3 separate regions of the Mus musculus genome follow, and all the other regions are linked to region 1. The links are chromatin contacts, called in public HiChIP or PLAC-seq and promoter capture Hi-C maps. All regions are on one chromosome and are shown on one strand. Each heading gives the region's core, a stretch centred on a gene start, on an enhancer-like site or on the middle of the called end of the contact. The rest is flanking DNA. Distances are from core to core; before and after follow the strand shown.

Region 1 (3,534 bases), core at 539-3,038:
CTTCAGAAACCATGGGGGGGGGACCACGTGTTCGGGACAGTGAGACCTAGCTGGCCTCATTCACAGCTGTACCCTCAGTTACTAGCACGTGGTGTAGACGTCATACCAATACTGGGAATGAAATAAATTTCGAGGGGAAATACTGCAAATGAAGAGGAAGACTTGAACTCTGACTCCCCCCCGGGGGTGGAGGGGAAGAACCCAGAGTGAAACCTCCGTAGCATGGGATGTTTTGTGGCTCCTGCTAACAGAATGATGGTTACTGAGTGAGCAGGAAACGGAATGACCAAGGCAAGAATCGCATTTCCAGGGCCCTGGGGTTTGGCTCTCCGCGTTACGTTAACTCACACGACCCTTTCCTTCCTTGAGGCGCCATCACCCAACTCAACAGTTACGGAAAAGAAGAAACCTGATCCCAGGAAAGCTAACAGTCACCCCTAAAAAAAAAAAAAAAAAATCGGTTTTGCTTTTAAGTAAAATCAGGCTGATTCTCAGAATCAGTGCTGGATAAGAGGCTGCCATGCAGCTAAAACTCGAGGGGAGACAGAAACATATTTTGAGACACGGTCTAATGTAGTTCAGAAACGGCCACAAACTCGCTATCTAGCCACGAAAGGCGTTCTACTTCCCAAATGCAGGGATGAGGGGTAACACCACCGCAAGCACCAAGAGAAGATCATTTTAGGAGCTGCTAAACATACACTACTTAAGACCGAGGGCCCCGCTGTTACGCAACACCATCCAGAGCGCAAACTTCGTGACTCACTTCCGTATTGCACAAGTTACTTCATTATAAAGAATATTGAACACAAGTGTGCAATGTGAAGATGGCTGGCATTCAGATCACGAATACGTAACATCTATTAGCTTAAATACTACCATAAATAACTAGCACCCACCAAGGATCCCAAGTTCCTGTCTTTTCCAAATGGCTAGGGTACATATAGCTCAACCTTCCTATGTATGACAAGCGAGGCAACTTCTTGTTCACAGCTCGCAACACCTTCCCTACCACTTTTCCCTAAGACTGGGGAGTTAGGCAAAGCCAATTCCAGAGTAGCCTCTGGGCACTAGGTCCGCTTCTCCTGCCCACGGTGATGCGACGGGGCTCTCCCAATCCACCCGCTGGGTTCCTCCGGCTCGCACATGGCCACACAGGTGGCCTGCGTCACGCTCAAAGTTGGAACTCGTCCCCACCCAACACCCCCTCGGTCCCGCGACTACACAGCTCTCTAGATTACTCGCTTTTCACCGACTTTATTGGCTGCGGACTGTGGCGGGCGGGCTCTGCACCCGTCTGTCGGGTTCACTTGCTCTTCACCTTCTGGCTCTCCGTCTTCTTGGGCAGCAGCACGGCCTGGATATTGGGCAGGACGCCGCCCTGCGCGATGGTCACACGGCCCAGCAGCTTGTTGAGCTCCTCGTCGTTGCGGATGGCCAGCTGCAGGTGACGAGGGATGATGCGCGTCTTCTTGTTGTCCCTCGCCGCGTTGCCCGCCAGCTCCAGGATCTCGGCCGTCAGGTACTCCAGCACCGCCGCCAGGTACACGGGCGCTCCCGCGCCCACGCGCTCCGCGTAGTTGCCCTTCCGCAGCAGCCGGTGAACGCGGCCCACGGGGAACTGCAGGCCCGCGCGCGACGAGCGCGACTTGGCCTTGGCGCGCACCTTACCGCCCTGCTTGCCTCGCCCGGACATGCTCGACCCCGCGCCTGGAACTCCAACACCGGCTCGCTCAGTTCCGGGACGACGCGCGCCACCCCGGAACTGCCTCGCCAAACTGCAGCCGCTGCCGCCCGTGACAGGCAGGTACCGTACCCAATCAGCTCGCGGAAGCAGAGCCCCCGCCCATCCAGATGTCTCCCAATCAAAAGCTCAAATTTCTAGTCCTAATTTACATAGTTCACAGGCATCCTCAAACTTGTTGGGATTGGCTGCCAGGATGTAGTTAACTGGGTGGTTCGAGTCTGCAATCCCAGCACTAGGGTAGCCGATACAAGATTGCCCGGAGCCTAAGGTCAGCTGTAGATATTCCAAGATCCATACCAGCCTAATAAGGAAGGAACGGAGGGAGGGCAGCGAAAACGGGGAGTTAAGCAAAGCCATACTTGGTTCAAATCAGTAATCCTAGCTTTTGGAGGGAGAAAGAGCTGAAGTAGGAGGATTACCAATACAAAGACAGCCTGGGCTACTTTGTGCGTTATAGACCAAGCTAGGAAGTGAGACCTTATCTCAAAAAATAAAAATGATGGTGTTGGCATTTCTTCTAGGCTCCGCCCCACAGTTACCTGGCAGCAGCCAGGTGTGCCTGACCCACTGTAAAAGAAGCTGCTTGCCCCCCCCCACACACACACCCACACTTTTCTCTTGCTTTCTTACTCTCTTAGCCCTCTGTCCCTTCTCTCCCATTCCCCTACCCCTCTCTCCACGTGTTCATGGCCGGCCTCCACCCGCACACCCCCTCGGCCTTTTCTCTCTCTCTCTCTCTCTCTCGCTCTCGCTCTCGCTCTCGCTCTCTCTCTCTCTCTCGCTCTCGCTACTACCCCCTCAACTCACCTCATGCCCTAAATAAACTACTATACCGTCCTGTGGCTGGTACCTCAGCATGGGCCGCACCCCCTCTACCCCCTACGTGCACAATAACGCTCCTCCACCAAACGTCCCCGGCTTTTTTTTTTTTTTTTTAAATAAAATACAACAGTAAGCAGACTATGGTGTTCAGTGCCTATAAACCCAGCTGATGCAGGAGTATGGAGAACTTGAATTGAGCCTGGCCTAAGAGAGAAACTACCTGGAAACAATCAAAAACCGGAAGCCCAGAGAAGAGCACCTCTGTTCCCTCATACCATACTCATGGAAATTAGTCTCCAGTATAGCCAGGGGCGACTTTCAAATCTGACTATCTGACTCCAGGGTCTGTGCTTGTGAGTGCCACAGCAATTCCGGCTCAGCCATAGCTCCTTGGCTGAATTCTGCCCTCCTAGAACGAGCTTTCGTCATCTGCTCCTTGACACACCCACCTGGAGAGCTAGCTGCAAAAGAAGCTTTGTAGGTTTTCTATTTGTTTTAGTTTTTGAGACTTTTCTTCCTGTAGCCCTGGCAGCCGTGGAACTCACTATAAAAACCAGGCTGGCCTTCAACTCAGAGATCTGCCTGCCTCCCTAATGCTGGGATTAAAGTTGTGTGCAGCCACCAGCCTGGGACAAAAGCTGGTTCTTTGGCCTGTCCTACCTATACCACATGAGGCTGGTCTTTGGACACTGTTGCTGCTCCTGGGGACAGTCCCTTCCTTCTCAGGGCCTCGAGGCCATAGTCACAGACTAGGCAGGAATGCAGTCCTTGTGGATAGCATGGATGAATCTGATAGGATATTAACATTACGTGGCTCTGGGGCTGTGTATGAGCCGGAGAAGAACCACTGGATTCCAGAGGGGAGGACCCTTCGCCTCTGCCTGCCTGCCTGCTGGAGGTTGTCACTTGGTGCTCCATCGAGACTTTAGATTACTCTTAGGCCAAGACACTGGAAACAGAATCCC
Region 2 (3,534 bases), core at 306-2,805, 380 kb after region 1:
AGCCACTACCTGTGTGCTAGGAACCTAGCCTGGGTTCTCTGCCAGAGCAGCCAGGGCTCTTAAATACTGAAACATCCCTTCAGTCTCATGCACTTTTGGATTTTAGCTAAATTAAATATCAGCCCTGATAAAGACACTGCAAAAGTCAACTCCAGTATGGAAATTAAATAAATTACTAGTAAATATAATCAACTAGTTCATAATTAGGTATCCATAATAAAGATTTGCTAAGTTTTAAGACTTGTTATTGAATTCAAGGACAGTTCAAGAGCAGAACTATCAAGATAGTCATTAATAAATTTTTTAAAAGTCAGCTGTTTTGAAGAAATAGTTGATAGGTTTTAGTAATCATTTCCAATAAAACACTGGAGTAATTAAGATTTTTGATTATATTAGAATTAACTCGTCCTTATCAAGATGCCATAGACTAATTGGACATATAATCCAGGGTCAGAGAAGAAGTTTGCAATGTGAAAAATATTTTTTTTCATACCTAAGATTTAAAAGCACACACACAAGTCAGTATATTAAGAAAGAAAGAAAGAAAGAAAGAAAGAAAGAAAGAGAGAGAGAGAGAAAGGAAGAAAGAAAGGAAAAGAAAAGAAAAGAAAAGAATTGAACAGGTTGTAGGGGGTGCCAGCCAGCCCTAACCTGATAGCACTGTATTATTGCCCACTCTAGTGACACTTACTCTCGAGTGCTCGGACCCGTATAATAATTTATAATTAATTCCCTTGTGATGGCTAAAGAAACTTACTGTGGTACCAGGCATCCCGAGGGCCGTTGACCCTTGCTCTGGAATTCCTGAGATTGGAGAGGCCTGCAGGAGAGATAAGAACGGGCAGAGGTGCTCCTGTGGGGAGGATGGAGCTGCTGGCTTTCTGTGTTTGTGAACTCACTAGCTCTGAGAACGGGATGAAGTGGTCTCTTTTAAATTTCTGTACATTGGGAAAGAAAAACAAACTGAGAGGAATGATATTTATTTTGTACCCAGATCCCAATTGCTCGGTTTTTACTAACGAAGACTCCCGAGCCAGATGCTGAGGTGAAAGCTTGCTGGCTCAGAGGCACGGAAAGCCCCCAGGAAAGCCCCCAGTGGGCCCTCCTCCTCAGCAGGTGACCCACTGGAAATGCGCCCTCGCACCGGGTCTCAAACAACCTCCTTCCAACAGAACATCTCTCCTGTCTACTTCCTGTGCATCTCTATCCGTCCTCCTTACTATATATATATATATTTTTTTTTTCTTAATTAGCCTATGTCTACTTCCTATTACCTGGCCTAGACTTTCCAGAAATTTATTTAGCATAAACTTTAATTACAGGGAGGGATGGCTCCACTCTTGGGCTTGGATACAATGCTATACAGGGTATTAGAGGGTTTGACTGCCTGCATGGCTGGCAAGCAGCCAGATGGTACAACAGACACAGAAACTCAAGTTTATGGGGTGAAAAGGGAGAGGGGAAGGGAGATAAGAACCCTTCTCCATTCCTTGGGTTCTGCTAGGGCACCATTTCCTCTTAAAATACTTGTTGCTCAAGGTTTGCCTTCTGTCACCCATCTTTTTGTGGTTTTTGATGCAGGGGCCAGCATGCTGCAGTGTGGCCTTGTGTGCGTTTTGTATCTTCTTACTCAAGCTGCTGGCTGCCCCAGGCTTATGCCTCCTAAACCAAACGTCAAGAACTTAATCTTTGCTTCAGGCTCAGTATATTTATTTATTTTTTTAGAGGATTCATACTAAGGTAGTTATGATTTTGCCATAGAGTGAACCTTTCACATTTGACAAAGGAGGAATCTGTTAGAACCTTCATCGTAGCCTTTGTGTAAAGAGTGAAGAATTATAAACTGTTCGGCATTACTGTGTTTGGTTTTTATACACAGATAACATAGCTCTTGAAAACAGAAAACAAAGGCCTGGAGCTGAAAGGAAATAAAACTGTAATTCATGTAATGTATGTCAAATAGCCCAAAGAGTTGTTTGTGAGCTTTGAAACCTGGGGCTGAGAACATAGCAGAACAGACCAGGACATGCCTGGGCAGGCCCATCGCCTCCCTATCTCCCACCCCTCTGACCTAAGTTAAATGTTACAGGCTGCTGATGTTTAAATGGACCAATCATGTGAAACCGCGCCAATTCCTCCCCCAGCCCCACTCCTTTTCTATAAAAACCCCTAGCTTCCAAGCCTCGTGGTCGAATCCACTGTCTCCTGTTGTGTGAGATACGTTTCGACCCGGAGCTCCGCCATTAAAATACCTCTTGTTGTTACATCAAGGTGTTGTGTTCTATTCGTGATTCTTGGGTGCACGCCGAATCGGGAGCTGAGTGGGGGTTTCCCCACTGAGTTCTTTCAGAGCCAAATATGTAACAAAAAAAAAGTGTTTTTTGTTTTTGTTTTTAAGTAAACGTTGAAATGTCAGAAACCCCATATTGCACGATGATTTAGTAAAGCTTTCTTTCTTTCTTCCTTCCTTCCTTCCTTCCTTCCTTCCTTCCTTCCTTCCTTCCTTCCTTCCTTCCTTCCTTCCTTCCTTTCTTTCTTTCTTTCTTTCTTTCTTTCTTTCTTTCTTTCTTTCTTTCTTTCTTTCTTTCTTTCTTTCTTTTTGGTTTTTCGAGACAGGGTTTCTCTGTGTAGCTCTGGCTGTCCTGGAACTCACTCTGTAGACCAGGCTGGCATCGAACTCAGAAATCTGCCTTCCTCTGCCTCCCAAGTGCTGGGATTAAAGGCTTGCGCCACCATGCCCGGCTATTTTCTTTATTCTGTTAGATAAAAGTTTTTTTTTTTTTAAAAAAGATTTGCTTTACGTAGGTTGGTGTCTCTGTGTAACTTTGTTAAGTGTGTGCAGGTGCAGGTGGAAGCCAGAATCCTCCTGGAGCCGGGGCTTCCGGTATCTGAGAGGTCTGGGAAATGAACTCTCCTCTCCGAAAGAGCAGCAGGTTTAAGACTCTGGTGAGCCTTAGCTTACCAGGGACTCCCAGAGTGCATGGCGCAGAGTCGGGAATCTGTGCAAAAAGCAAGAAAAATTTATTGTTCCAACTTGTTGGGGTTGCCCTGCACATGGGGAGAAAGAACGACCCTGTGCAGCCTTTATACAGTTCTCTATGCAGCAGCCATTTGGCACAATGTGATTGGCAGGACAGTGTGACCTTTAAACTGATTGATCTATAAGGAATGAGGTAGGTGGCCAAGGGTCGCAAAATGTGTCCACCAGCTCTGGGCCTCCCCTACCTGCAGGTGGCAGGTGGCTGGTCCCTCCTTCCTGTGGTCTGAGGAATGTACCTAGCTCCTCCCTTCCAGAGGGGAGGGCTGCCTATAGTCTTCATGACCTTTCTGTTCCAGGAGGTGGAATTTTCTAAAGTTCCTGAGCCGACTTCTTCACAGGCACTCTCGACTGCAGAGATATCTTGCTGGCCCCATCTATAGAGAGCTTATAAACATAAATGTAATCATGTAACTAACTCATATATAAATAGATGAGGTCTGAGTGTAAGGGTTTTCTGGAGGGAGAAGCACGTGTTTCAAGATAGTGTCAGATGG
Region 3 (3,534 bases), core at 601-3,100, 340 kb after region 1:
CTGGGGATTATATAGGGGGAGGCTCCGGGAGCTGTTTCCCTGGCTGGAGACATTGTTCTGGAAACAGGCTGGGTTGCCATGGCTACAGCTCCCCGGGCCAGGCCCTGCCCATTTCCAGGCAGCCAGGCTGTTAGCCTGTCTGGTGCCTGCTGTTACCAGGTCACTCCCGGTTTCCAGGCCTCCCCACACCCAGCACTGCACGGGAATGCTGGGAAGTTCAAGTTTCCCAGATGGCCTTTGAGTCCGAAAATAAAGCCCTGCGCTTGCCAGGCCCGAGATTTTCTTGGAACAAAAGTCAGTAGATTGAAAGCTTGCTGAAGGCAGGGACCATCTTCTCATCAGCGTCACCAGGACCGTGTCTTCCACCCAGAGTAGGTTGTCACACAGTAGGCGCTTTAGAAATGCTGGCAAGCATTTGACACCATGATGGCGGCATAGAGTCAGGTTAAAAGAACGGATTTTGGAGCCAATATCTTTCTCTGACAGGTTTTATAGATCAGTAACACTACCTGATCCTTTCGAACTTTATTTTTCTCATCTCTAAAATGGGAACAGCAATGCCGTTCGCTCTCAGGGATGTACAGTGGCTAGGCTCATGTAAGATATGAAATGCATGGTACTGTGTGGGGCTTCTAATGATTTCTCCTGCTAATCTCTTTTGTGGGTTACTACATCGTCACATAAAAGTGCTGCTCTCCGTAAAGTCAGCCACCTCTTTGCCAAGCAACAACCATACAAACAAATAGGGTCCATACCGGCGCACTTGATACTGCCATTTCTATGTAAGGACTTAGTCAATACTTGTGCAATAAGCAACAGATAGAGAATGCCTGCCAGTAACAAGCGTCCCCTGCTTCAAAGGTCACACATAAATAATGCAAAGTAGGCTGGGTTCCAACCGTCTCTCCAGATGTCTAAGAGTAACAGAAGGAATGGCATGTCGACATTTCAGCCCTGGGTCTCCCAGTCTTCTCCCTCAACGTCTCAACACCCACAGACACACCAAAGGAACTCCCCTCCCCCATTCCCAGAGCAGACTGGCTTCTAAGACTCCAGGTGCTCCCTTGCTGACCCTGAAAGATTCCAACCATTTGGGGACATTCAAGAGGAGAGGTTCCACACTCCTCCTCCTCCTTTCCAAACGAGACTGACCTGGGCTTTGTCTAGGTTCTAGAACTCCTCAAAGTCCTGGGAGATTTTTAAGGTGGAGGGGTGGTAGCTGTCTGGGAATCCTCTGACCCCTGTGTGGCCTTAGGAAGTGCACACTGGACGACATCCGGTTCAACTGGGTGGCAGCTGCTCCTGGAGTCGCTCACCCTGGGGGCTGCTGGACAACCAGCTGGGGGAGGGGAGCCGGTCAAAGACTTAACCATCATTCCAGTGTCGTCTGAGATTGCTGTTGCTTTGAGTTGAGGTGTGTACAGCATGTGTGTATTTGGGGACACAGAAGGAGAGCACTTTGGCCCAACTGGGCACATGCATTGTCAACGCCTGGGGCAGAAGATGTTGTCATCCAATTGTTAGCCGGGTGTACCATAGGCATGGGGGGGTTGTGTGTTTTGTGCTTTGCAAAGATATGCAAACATAGGTGTTGGAAAATGGTGTGAACTGCATGCAGGGTGTGAAGTGCTCCTCTCAGTGTTTCAGACCCTCCTACCTCCCTCCCCGCCCCCACTCTCCAGCACAGGCAATAAACCAGGCCGCAAAGTCCTCCCCTCCCCCCAAGGCCTTGGCCAGCTCTCTGAAAACTGATATCCTGGGGCCCTTTTTCCCTCACCAGCTACAGTCAGAAGCAGCAGGAGGGAAAATGTGGACCGGATCTCAACAGAGAGTCCCGACTCTGAACTTTCTCTGCGATGATATGCAACCGATCCGGCACCAGGCCTGGTATTTCATCTGACTTTGCCACCCCAGGAACTGGGTTTAGGTTCCAGCAAGTCCCCGTCCAGTTCAGGTCTGTCTGTAAAATCCATGCTAGATTTTCCATTTCACCCTAGTGAAGTCTCAGCCTGTGGCTGTTGTTCTCAATCCAGCTCAGAAACTGGCTCAAACCGCCCTGAACTGGATTTGGTGGCTGTTGAGACACAGTTTCTGCCTCTTTGTTAGGGCGGAACCGCCCCATTCTCTACACCTCCCGCCCTCCCTCAATCCAGTGTCCTACAACAATCTCCCACCCACCCCACCCCCATTCCCTTTTTCTTAAAAAACAAAACAAACAACCCCCCCAAAACAAAACAAAACAAAAAAACTATGAAGTAGATTAAATTAAATTCTTTTTTTTTTAATGGATCTAGGTTGTAAGCCTTTTGGCTTTATGATATTAGTTATTTCTGAGTTGTTATCTTATCAGTTAACATGGTGCGCTTCAAATGATGCTCAGACAGGCCCAGAAACAACTACATTTCTCATCACTGACTTAAGGTTTTGGGTAGAGTTCATTGCTCATTTCCATTTCATTAACTGTAAGGTAAAAGAATTTGATAATTTTTATTACCATTCAGAGCTGGGGAACAGTATCTGTGCTCACTGCCTTCCGCAACTGTAGACGTGCCAGAGGAAGAACTGAAGGACGCAGATGGGTTTGTTTTTCCAGTTGTAACTTTACCCCTGGATCAGATGGTGTGAACTGTAAGATACAGGAGGCTGACTGGGGGTTGCCGGGTGAGGGAAGAGCAGGATTCTTCCCAGAATGTGGGTAGGGGCAAAGTGGGGATGTGACAGATTCAGGTCAAAACACTGCTGAGAGATTTGTGAATTTTAGCTATATCACACGCAGGCGTTTCTTATGTCTGGGATTAGACAGGCATGTAGCATGATGCTGAAGTGAAATTCCCCCAGGTTTGTCCACTTGAAAATGCCCAGTAGTCGTATGTTTATGCTATTATCTCAATAAAAAGATCGTCTCGATTTCTCTCATTCTTTTTTCTTTGACAAGAATTTCTTATTTCGAGTTTTTTTGAGAACTCCGGAAGAGACACTAGAAAAAGCAACCATGATCTGGGTGTGGCTCCATGTTGTGTCTGACGGCTCCCTCGTCGCCCTCTGCTGGCCAGTTCAGGTAGTGTGTGAAGCTGTCAGAAAGCTGCTGAGCAGTTTCTTGTCCAAACCCAAAATGCCTGGCCGCCTAGCTGAGGATGCTTCATTCTGCCTGTTTCATATGCATCTCTTCTTATTCCTATGCATGGCATTTGAAATGCTTCTATAATAGTTCATGGGATTAACTATAAATTAATTAGTTAAAGTTTAGCCCTAAATCCGGAGTCAAGGGCTGGGAACAGCCTTTTTTCTCCTGTGTTAAGAACCAGAGTCGCGAAGGTGGTGAGTGGCAGCAACCCTCAGGAGGTGGGTGTGTTGATCAGGAGTTCAAGGTTATGTAAGCAGTTTGAGGCCGGTCTGAGGTACATGAAACCCTGCATTTTGCAAAACAAAACCCAAAGTTGTTTATTTAAGTAATTTCAGTGGAGCATAAAGTTCTGGGAAAAGGCCAATTGTAGCAGGCAACCTAGAGAAGCTATTTATTTATAAGAAAGGGAA

What was found. Promoter capture Hi-C pulls out the DNA fragments that hold promoters and counts their contacts. HiChIP or PLAC-seq counts read pairs in DNA pulled down with a chosen protein or histone mark.
Region 2: an H3K4me3 HiChIP or PLAC-seq map of the SCID.adh cell line shows a contact between it and region 1, with 5 times the contacts expected there. The contact joins the enhancer-like site here to the promoter of H2aj in region 1. A contact is called at or near these places in 15 of 39 promoter capture datasets (the 3T3-L1 cell line, 3T3-L1-derived adipocytes, the C10 cell line and 7 more), 9 of 484 Hi-C or Micro-C datasets (CD4 T cells, CD8 T cells, adipose-derived mesenchymal stem cells and 5 more), 22 of 115 datasets of contacts at active chromatin or transcription factors (the 230-238 cell line, the HPC-7 cell line, the NIH/3T3 cell line and 16 more) and 3 of 9 other capture datasets (adipose tissue, liver and macrophages).
Region 3: a contact with region 1 is called in a promoter capture Hi-C map of hematopoietic stem and progenitor cells. The contact joins the enhancer-like site here to the promoter of H2aj in region 1. A contact is called at or near these places in 10 of 39 promoter capture datasets (the 3T3-L1 cell line, the HPC-7 cell line, cranial neural crest and 7 more), 24 of 484 Hi-C or Micro-C datasets (B cells, the G1E-ER4 cell line, the HL-1 cell line and 16 more), 15 of 115 datasets of contacts at active chromatin or transcription factors (the SCID.adh cell line, double positive thymocytes, effector CD8 T cells and 10 more) and 2 of 9 other capture datasets (adipose tissue and liver).

What each region holds. Positions count from the first base shown.
Region 1 is chr6:136,806,502-136,810,035 of GRCm38.p6, reverse strand. H2aj (H2J.A histone) reads right to left here and starts at 1,788. Exons shown (of 1, transcript NM_177688.4): 1 at 1-1,788. The coding sequence starts at 1,696. The coding sequence ends at 1,307.
Region 2 is chr6:136,429,337-136,432,870 of GRCm38.p6, reverse strand. No RefSeq gene overlaps it. Among named protein-coding and RNA genes, the nearest start is that of E330021D16Rik, 16 kb to the right of the region's middle. Within about 2 kb of position 1,555, at least 34 of the 459 cell types and tissues checked have an H3K27ac peak or open chromatin away from gene starts, as enhancers often do. A contact at or near this core is called in CD8 T cells, the HPC-7 cell line and the SCID.adh cell line, where this site is marked.
Region 3 is chr6:136,467,022-136,470,555 of GRCm38.p6, reverse strand. All of the region lies in intron 1 of Gm36897 (predicted gene, 36897), which reads right to left. Among named protein-coding and RNA genes, the nearest start is that of Gm36897, 5.1 kb to the right of the region's middle. Within about 2 kb of position 1,850, at least 387 of the 459 cell types and tissues checked have an H3K27ac peak or open chromatin away from gene starts, as enhancers often do. A contact at or near this core is called in B cells, the G1E-ER4 cell line, the HL-1 cell line and 31 more, where this site is marked.